Regions from separate parts of the Sus scrofa genome. Here region 1 is linked to region 2. The links are chromatin contacts, called in public HiChIP or PLAC-seq maps. All regions are on one chromosome and are shown on one strand. Each heading gives the region's core, a stretch centred on a gene start, on an enhancer-like site or on the middle of the called end of the contact. The rest is flanking DNA. Distances are from core to core; before and after follow the strand shown.

Region 1 (3,856 bases), core at 1,232-3,731, 45 kb before region 2:
CTCCCAGAGTTTCAAAATACAACACGGGGATGCTTCCAATATGATCTTTGCATCAATCATTCAGAATGATTGCTTCTTAATGGAAGACTGACCCTTGCATGGTAATTGTTTTCGATACACCCATTAACTTGTTCAACATTAGCTGAAGATGCTAGCAAACTGATGCCAAGGAGTATTGATCCAACCATTATTGATTCCTTCCAAAAGCAACATTTGGTCAAAGCCACACAACACTTTAGCTGGCAGGCTTATTCCGTCTCATGACTGACATATGTTTCCACAAAGTTAAAAACTCCCATGGTGTCAAAAAGTAATGCTCACTAATTTCATCAGTCAAATCCAGTATTCCCTCTAAGATGCTCAGGTGTTCCACATATAGGGTTTTCCTAGTCTACTTTCTGGAGCTCAGTCGTAGCAGCACAAACTGTCCCTGGGCACTGGGCTCTGACTGCTTCCTAGGCTGTCTCCCTTAGCCAGTCCAGCACAGGCAGCTCCCAGGACCTTTCTCCCAAACTCTAACCTGCAGTCTTTTTTTTCAGCCACTTTATAATCCATTATTATAATCTGTGCTTATTATCCAGACTGGATACACCACCCTCAGATGGAAGGCCCAAACAGCCCCTTCCCCATCTTGACTCAAGGAACAAAGACTTTTTCCCCCAGACTGCTCATCTCTACTTAATATTTCTATAAGTTTTCATTGGGGGAGGGGGAGGCTGATCAAAATCACTTGGTGTGTCCAAAGTTCAACAGCTTTATCACACTGTCCATACATTAAAAGATCTTTTCACAGTCACAGATAGTAACTCATTACTGGCCTTGGAGTAACACAGTGAGAGCTCTTGAACTCTCAGCAAGGAAAATGGCAAGTCAAACATGTGCTCGGAAGCAAAGGAAAAATTTGCAGCCTGGGCATAAGGGCTCCATTCACACTGCACAGAGTTCAAAGGAATAAAAAAAGGATATCTATTGAAGTGGGTTTTCCTTTTTTCCAACTTCCTTTTTCTTGGAACAGTGTATTTATGTGGATACATGTTTCACTGAAGTCTCCTTAGGCCCTGCTCCTCCATGGGGAGGAGCTATAGTGACTGTGATTGTGGGACCAGGAAGACTGATGCTCACAGTCCAGGACCTGCTGACAGGCCGGTCACTGAAAGTAACAGCTCTAGATGAAGGAATAAAACATCCCGAGGAGGTTTTACTTTAAGGCAACAAGAAACGCCAACCTTGAGGGTAAGAGGAGGTACTGTGGAATAGAACACACAGATTGGGTTACCCGGTCCTGTAAAGTAAGCCAGCAACTAAAGCTGCCGGGGAGAGGCAGCATGGCTCTGCAGAGACCTCACCTGCCTAGGAGCAAAAGGAACATTCTTTATGGCCACAAGTGACAATGCCAAGCAAACCATTTTGGCATCACAGGTCCTCTTTAAAAACTGGGTTTAACAATGAATAGACCATTTTAAAAGTCCATTAAGAACTTGAGGGAAGTTACTGTAAAACTATAGATATTTTATTATCACAAAGCATAAGAGTAGAAGAGTTGGCATTTCCTTAATCATGCCTAAATATGCAACAGGAAATGGAGAAGCTCTATTTCCTAATTTCCTGACCTAACAAAAAAAATTCATAAAGCAGAAAACCTCATCACTGCAGACGACTAATTCCATAAGATCTTTTGGGTCTGAGAACAAATAAAACTAGGAACCCAAGACGAGATACAACTTAGTCAAAATACAATTCAGCTTGAAAGGAAAAGCTAGGAGTTCCTGTTACGGCTCAGCAGGTTAAGAACTCGACTAGTATCCATGAGGATGCAGGTTCAATCCTTGGCCTCAGCGTTGCTGTGAAATGTGGTGTAGGTCACAGACACAGCTCAGATCCCGAGTTGCTGTGGCTGTAGTGTAGGCTGGCAGCTGCAGCTCCAGTCGGAGCCTTAGCCTGGGAAATTCCACATGCCTCGGGTACAGCCCTAGAAAGGAAAAAAAAAAACAGAAAAAGAAAAGCTAGACGGCGAAAAGAACTATGGATCTAAGTGAAAATGTAGGAAATTAAAACAAAGCCTTCGCTATCCAATGCAAAAGGAGAGAAACTGGTTGCCTAACCATTTGGACTGAGCGTCATCTCCAACGACAATGGAGATTCCTCCCATGGGACCCCTGTGAATGATGAAAAGCTCCAGAGCTACCTTCCCAATATCTAGCTCTGCACTGCTTTACCCACAAGCCTCAGAAGAAAACTACCTCCCTTGAACTGGGGCATGAGAGACAGAAAAATTTTTTTTTCTTTGGGCAAAAGCCTTGGGCTACATGGCCTAGGCAGCTCACATCTTGCAGAGGTTGTAAACAAGCAGGAAGACCAGAGCACAGACCCAATTCAGTAGCCTGTATCATTTACTCACAACTTAAAGCTCAGCCAGAAAGGAAACCCAAGTCCCTGTTCCTCTGAGAAAGCCAACACGTGCTCCAGCCCCCGCCCTCCTGACTTGGCCTTCCCTCCCAGGCTCAGCTCAGTTCCCACCCCCAGCTAGCACGTATTCAATGTGGAAGAGCAGAACATTTTCTACATATGGTTATAAAGAGGCTTCTGGACAAACTAGGTCGGCAGAAATTTGTCCACTGAACCAAGTCTATTTTAGTGATCGGTATTCGGAAACCTGCTCTTTGCTTCCCCCGCTTGGGTTATCATCACGTTTACACTCTGAGGCTTCAACTGGCAGCACTTGCCGGTGTACTTGGATAACCAGGAAAGAGTTAAACGTTCTTTGCACTTGACTCAGTGGCTTCCCTTCACCACACACTCCCGGATCCCACCATTCTCTGAGCCGCCTTGCAGCCAATCAAAGCAAAGGAAGGAAATTATCCTGGCCGGCTGACAGCCCCAGTGCTCTGATGGCCATATATGGTAAAAACCACTGTCAGAGCCCTGTCAGGCCTGCGGGCCGGCTGCTGTGGACATATCAGTGAACTGCAGCAGCCGCAGAAGCGGCCAAGGAAACGCACAAAGGACAGGCGGCTGCTCATCTCCCAGGGCAGGGGGGAGGGGAGGGGGAGCCAGGGCACACTCTGAGTCACAGCCACTCGCAGGAATCAAAAATAGCTCCAGGGCACATTGTGAGGTTCCTCCTGCCAGGACTTTGTGCTCCATTGTTAACTGGGGTGAGGAGGGTGTCCCCTCCCCACCCCAGCCCCCAGCAAGACTGTGGAAAACAGCCACTGGGAGAAGATGAAAAGGCCCTTCTGTGGTGCTTCATGTGGTAATGAGGCCGTGCAGTGCTCGCAGGGCTGGCAGCTCGGGACATAATTTGGAAGTCATTGTTCTGCACCTGGTGCCCTCCCCCTGCACCCTCCACCGCCCACCCCCAGCCTTTCCCGGCCCAGACCACCGACAGTGAAGGTGCTCAGCGCAACACACAGCATCTATTCCAGGAGGCGGTGAGTGAGCATCCCAGGACACACCAGGACACCGGCAGGAATACACTCCCCTGCCCCTTCCACTACCCTGTGCCCAAGGTCCCCATCTATACAAAAGGCTACAGGCCCTGTCACCCTCGTCCAAAATGGAGCACCGCTATTTGTGGGAATGGAAATTGCCTGTCAGCAGCCGTACAGTAAGGGGGAGGTGCAGCCAATGCAAATCCAGCAGGTGCTGGCAGTGACCGGGGTGCAGAGAAAAGCACCATCAGGGGACTGCCATTCCTTTTGAACCAGTCTGTGAAAGAAGGCCCTTCTTAGAACAGCGCCTGGTGCTTAGAGGAAGCCCACAATGATGTGAAATGCTGCAACTCCATCGCTGCTGCTGTCTCCTCGTGAGGCAGGCTACAGACCAAGGACTTTCTAAACCTTAAGACGATTCTCCA
Region 2 (3,316 bases), core at 445-2,944:
AGGAGAGAGTTCTGCCAGATAAGGACAATGAAATGCATTATTATATAGAGTGACTAAGAGCCGTACAAGTACTGCTTTAGAATGTAATTCCAGGCAGGAAGGCAGTGGTGAGAGGGCCTAATATTTTGTGGTAACTATTTCCAAAAGTAAACACATTCGCCACCCAGTACCAGTTGACAAACACATACTATATTCAATTCCATTTAAATGTCTCATAGGAAAGAAAGGCCTTCGTATCTTGCTCTCCTGGGGGAGATGAGCAACTTGCAATTTGCTTCTTACACTGAATCCCACGTTTGCAACATGTAGAGCAAGGACTTCAGACACCACAAAACAAGGACAGCCTACATTAAGGCCAAATATAGGATGTGATTCTAAACCACGATGCAGTAAAGCTACGTTTCCTTTTCCAGAGACCAAAACCCTTTGAACACTCCCAAAAAAGGACGGCAGGGCCAGCGCCTCCCTCCAAGAGGAAGCCCCTTTCTTCTCGGCTCCCCCGCAGCCTGCCACTTCCCCCAACACATTCAAATCATTTGAGAGACGGAGAGCTGGTGCTTGCGCGCCCGTACGCACAGGCGGGAGGGCTCGGTTCTGCATTTCCACCCTCAACATCTGAGCTCATCCTCAGTCATTTAGGCGCAGCGGAGCCCCACCTGCACCGCGCTCCTTTTTGCTGCGTCCCTCGCCAGCTGCTCCGCTATTAGGGGAGCGTATCTCTGAATCCTGGGTCCAAGCGGACGCTCCAGGCCCCCGACCCTATAGCGTTCCAGCCCCGTTCTTCCTCTCCCAACCCTCGCCCCCTCCCAGCCCAGCGCTCCCACCATGGGCTTATCCTCTTCCCAAGCCGCCCCCACCCACATCACTCCAGCTCTTGCCCCGCCCCGCCCTCCTCGACCCCCAATCCAGCTATTAAGGGCCCAGAGCCCAGCTCGTACCCCAAAGTAGGAAACCCCCAGACCAGACCGCCGCCCTCGCCCCTCCTAAGCAAGGCCCAGCACGTCCCGGCCCCACGTGAGCCCAGCCCAGGGCCACCCCCCAACCCCCTAGCTCCCCAGGGCGACTCAAGCCCCGCCCCCAGGCCTGGAGCCCCCTGGCCCTGCGCCCTAGCCTCTGGCAGCCCCTCCCCACTCAAGACGCCACCCAACCAGGCGGATCCCTGACCCCTAAAAACCTCCCAGGGTAACCGAGTCCCTGCTCGGTTCCTCACCAGCCAGAAGGGTTCTGGGCCCCTAAAAGTCTCCCCTGGGCAGCTTCCTCACCATAAGGACCCGGGTTCACTCTCCCCATTCTGGGCACCTCGGTCCCCAACTCCTTTCCCAACCAAATCCCAAGGCTCCCGCAGCAGCCCCGACCCCTTGGCCCCAGCACACCCGCCCAAGCGGGCTCCTGGCCCAAGGATCCGCGCCGCGCGCGACCACTCCAGCTAACCCTGTCCTCTCCACCGGGCCCTGCCCCACGCCCCGCCGGCTCCTGTCAGCCAGCGCCAGCACATGCTGAGAGGACAGGGTCTGTCCGCCCGCCCAGCTCGTTCCCAAGCTGCCCCGCCGGGCGCGCGCAGCTCACCAGGGCCGAGGTGCCTGAGGCGCCGCCGCCGAAGTCCCCGCTGCAAAGCCCGGCGTAGCCTCCAACCGCTACCGCCTCCCGCCTGGCACTGAGCGCCGCGCGGGGGAGGGGCGCGGACAGCCGCCCCCGCCCCCGCCGCTGCACGCAGGCCCCGCCCCCGCGCCGCACCGCGTCCAACCAGGGCTGCCCGGCTACGGCGCGCCACGCCCACTTCCGGGAGGGGAAGCCCGCTTCCCAGCCTGTGTTCCACGCCTTACTCTCCCTAGCGCCGCTTCTGGTCGTGCCGAGGTATGCAGGTGGACCGCGGAGGAAGGCGGTGCCCAAGCGCACGCACCTCCCACTAGTCCTCTCAGTGGCCGAAAGGCCACGCCCACTGCTCCTCAGGACCAGGAGTGGTGTCCTTTAGAGCTCCGCCCACTGACCTGCTTGGCTCTGGAAGGCCACATCCCCCGGCTCCTCAAAAATTCCCCCCGAGTCTCTTAAAACCAGAACATCAGCTGCTGTGCACCCCGCCCACTGCCCCATCCAAACCCTTCGCCAGCCTCCTGGATCCCTAGGCCCAACTACTCTCTCATTCCTTCATAACCAGCCCCTTGTCGTCACAAACCCCACCCCAACTTCTAGAAGCCCCGCCCATAGCCTAGCAACCCTATTCGCGGTATCTCAAGTCCCGCCCACTGCCCGCTTTACAGCTTTAAAACTCCAAGCCCCGCCCAGAATTCTCGAGTCCCCGCCTCTGGTTCCCGAAGCTCCGCCTCTGCTGCCATTGCACCCTCCAACCACTTTTGTGGACTCCCGACGTTATGCTCCCCCTTCCACTATATTTGGTCACTTCGCTAGCACAAAGTGGGGGTCCCGGTGCTGTACCACACCAACATCCCCCACCACTACACAGGAGGGCCTTAAGGTCTTGACCCCATTTCGCAGGTGAGGAAATGAAGGATATAGGGTCCCTCCCTTCCTCTTCCTGGCCAAAGTCCCTCACTTAATAACTGGGCAGCCCAAGCTTAAAAGAGCACCGAGATTCTTTCTCTGCTGCAGTCAGACTGTGTATCCTGGGGCAGTTCCCTTCGTCCTCTTGGCCTGAATTTCTTCATCTATAGCATGAAGTTTTCCTCTTTATAACCAGAGATCATTTCTCAAAAACCAAGTTCTAAAATGCCAATATTTGGAGAAACTGGGCCTGATGAACTGAAATGACCAAGCAGACCATCTGAAAGGATAGGGCTTGCTTGCCCAAAGCAAGGCATCTTTGTTTTGTTTTTTAATAATTTTATTTTTTCCATTATAGTTGGTTTACAGTGTTCTATCAATTTCCTACTGTACAGCAAAGTGACCCAGTCACACATACGTATATATATTCTTTTTCTCACATTATCCTCCATCATGCTCAATCACAAGTGACTAGATACAGTTCCCAGTGCTATACAGCAGGATCTCATTGCTAATCCATTCTACAGGCAAGAGTCTGTATCTATTAACTCCAGATTCCCAGCTCATCCCACTCCCTCCCCCTCCCCCTTCCCCATGGCAACCACAAATCTGTTTTCCATGTCCATGAGTTTCTTTTCTGTGGAAAGGTTCATTTGTGCCATATATTAGATTCCAGATATAAGTGATATCATATGGTATTTGTCATTCTCTTTCTGACTTACTTCATTTAGTATGAGAGTCCCTAGTTCCATCCAGGTTGCTGCAGATGGCATTATTTTGTTCTTTTTATGGCTGGGTAGTATTCCATTGTGTATGT

What was found. HiChIP or PLAC-seq counts read pairs in DNA pulled down with a chosen protein or histone mark.
Region 1: a contact with region 2 is called in an H3K27ac HiChIP or PLAC-seq map of skeletal muscle. The contact joins the enhancer-like site here to the promoter of CORO1C in region 2. A contact is called at or near these places in 1 of 5 promoter capture datasets (fetal skeletal muscle), 12 of 47 Hi-C or Micro-C datasets (alveolar macrophages, blood, brain and 7 more) and 2 of 2 datasets of contacts at active chromatin or transcription factors (alveolar macrophages and skeletal muscle).

The regions. Positions count from the first base shown.
Region 1 is chr14:42,106,211-42,110,066 of Sscrofa11.1, reverse strand. All of the region lies in intron 2 of CORO1C (coronin-1C), which reads right to left. Among named protein-coding and RNA genes, the nearest start is that of CORO1C, 45 kb to the right of the region's middle. Within about 2 kb of position 2,481, at least 75 of the 83 cell types and tissues checked have an H3K27ac peak or open chromatin away from gene starts, as enhancers often do. A contact at or near this core is called in alveolar macrophages, brain, embryonic fibroblasts and 5 more, where this site is marked.
Region 2 is chr14:42,061,233-42,064,548 of Sscrofa11.1, reverse strand. CORO1C (coronin-1C) reads right to left here and starts at 1,694. Exons shown (of 11, transcript XM_001929345.6): 1 at 1,567-1,694.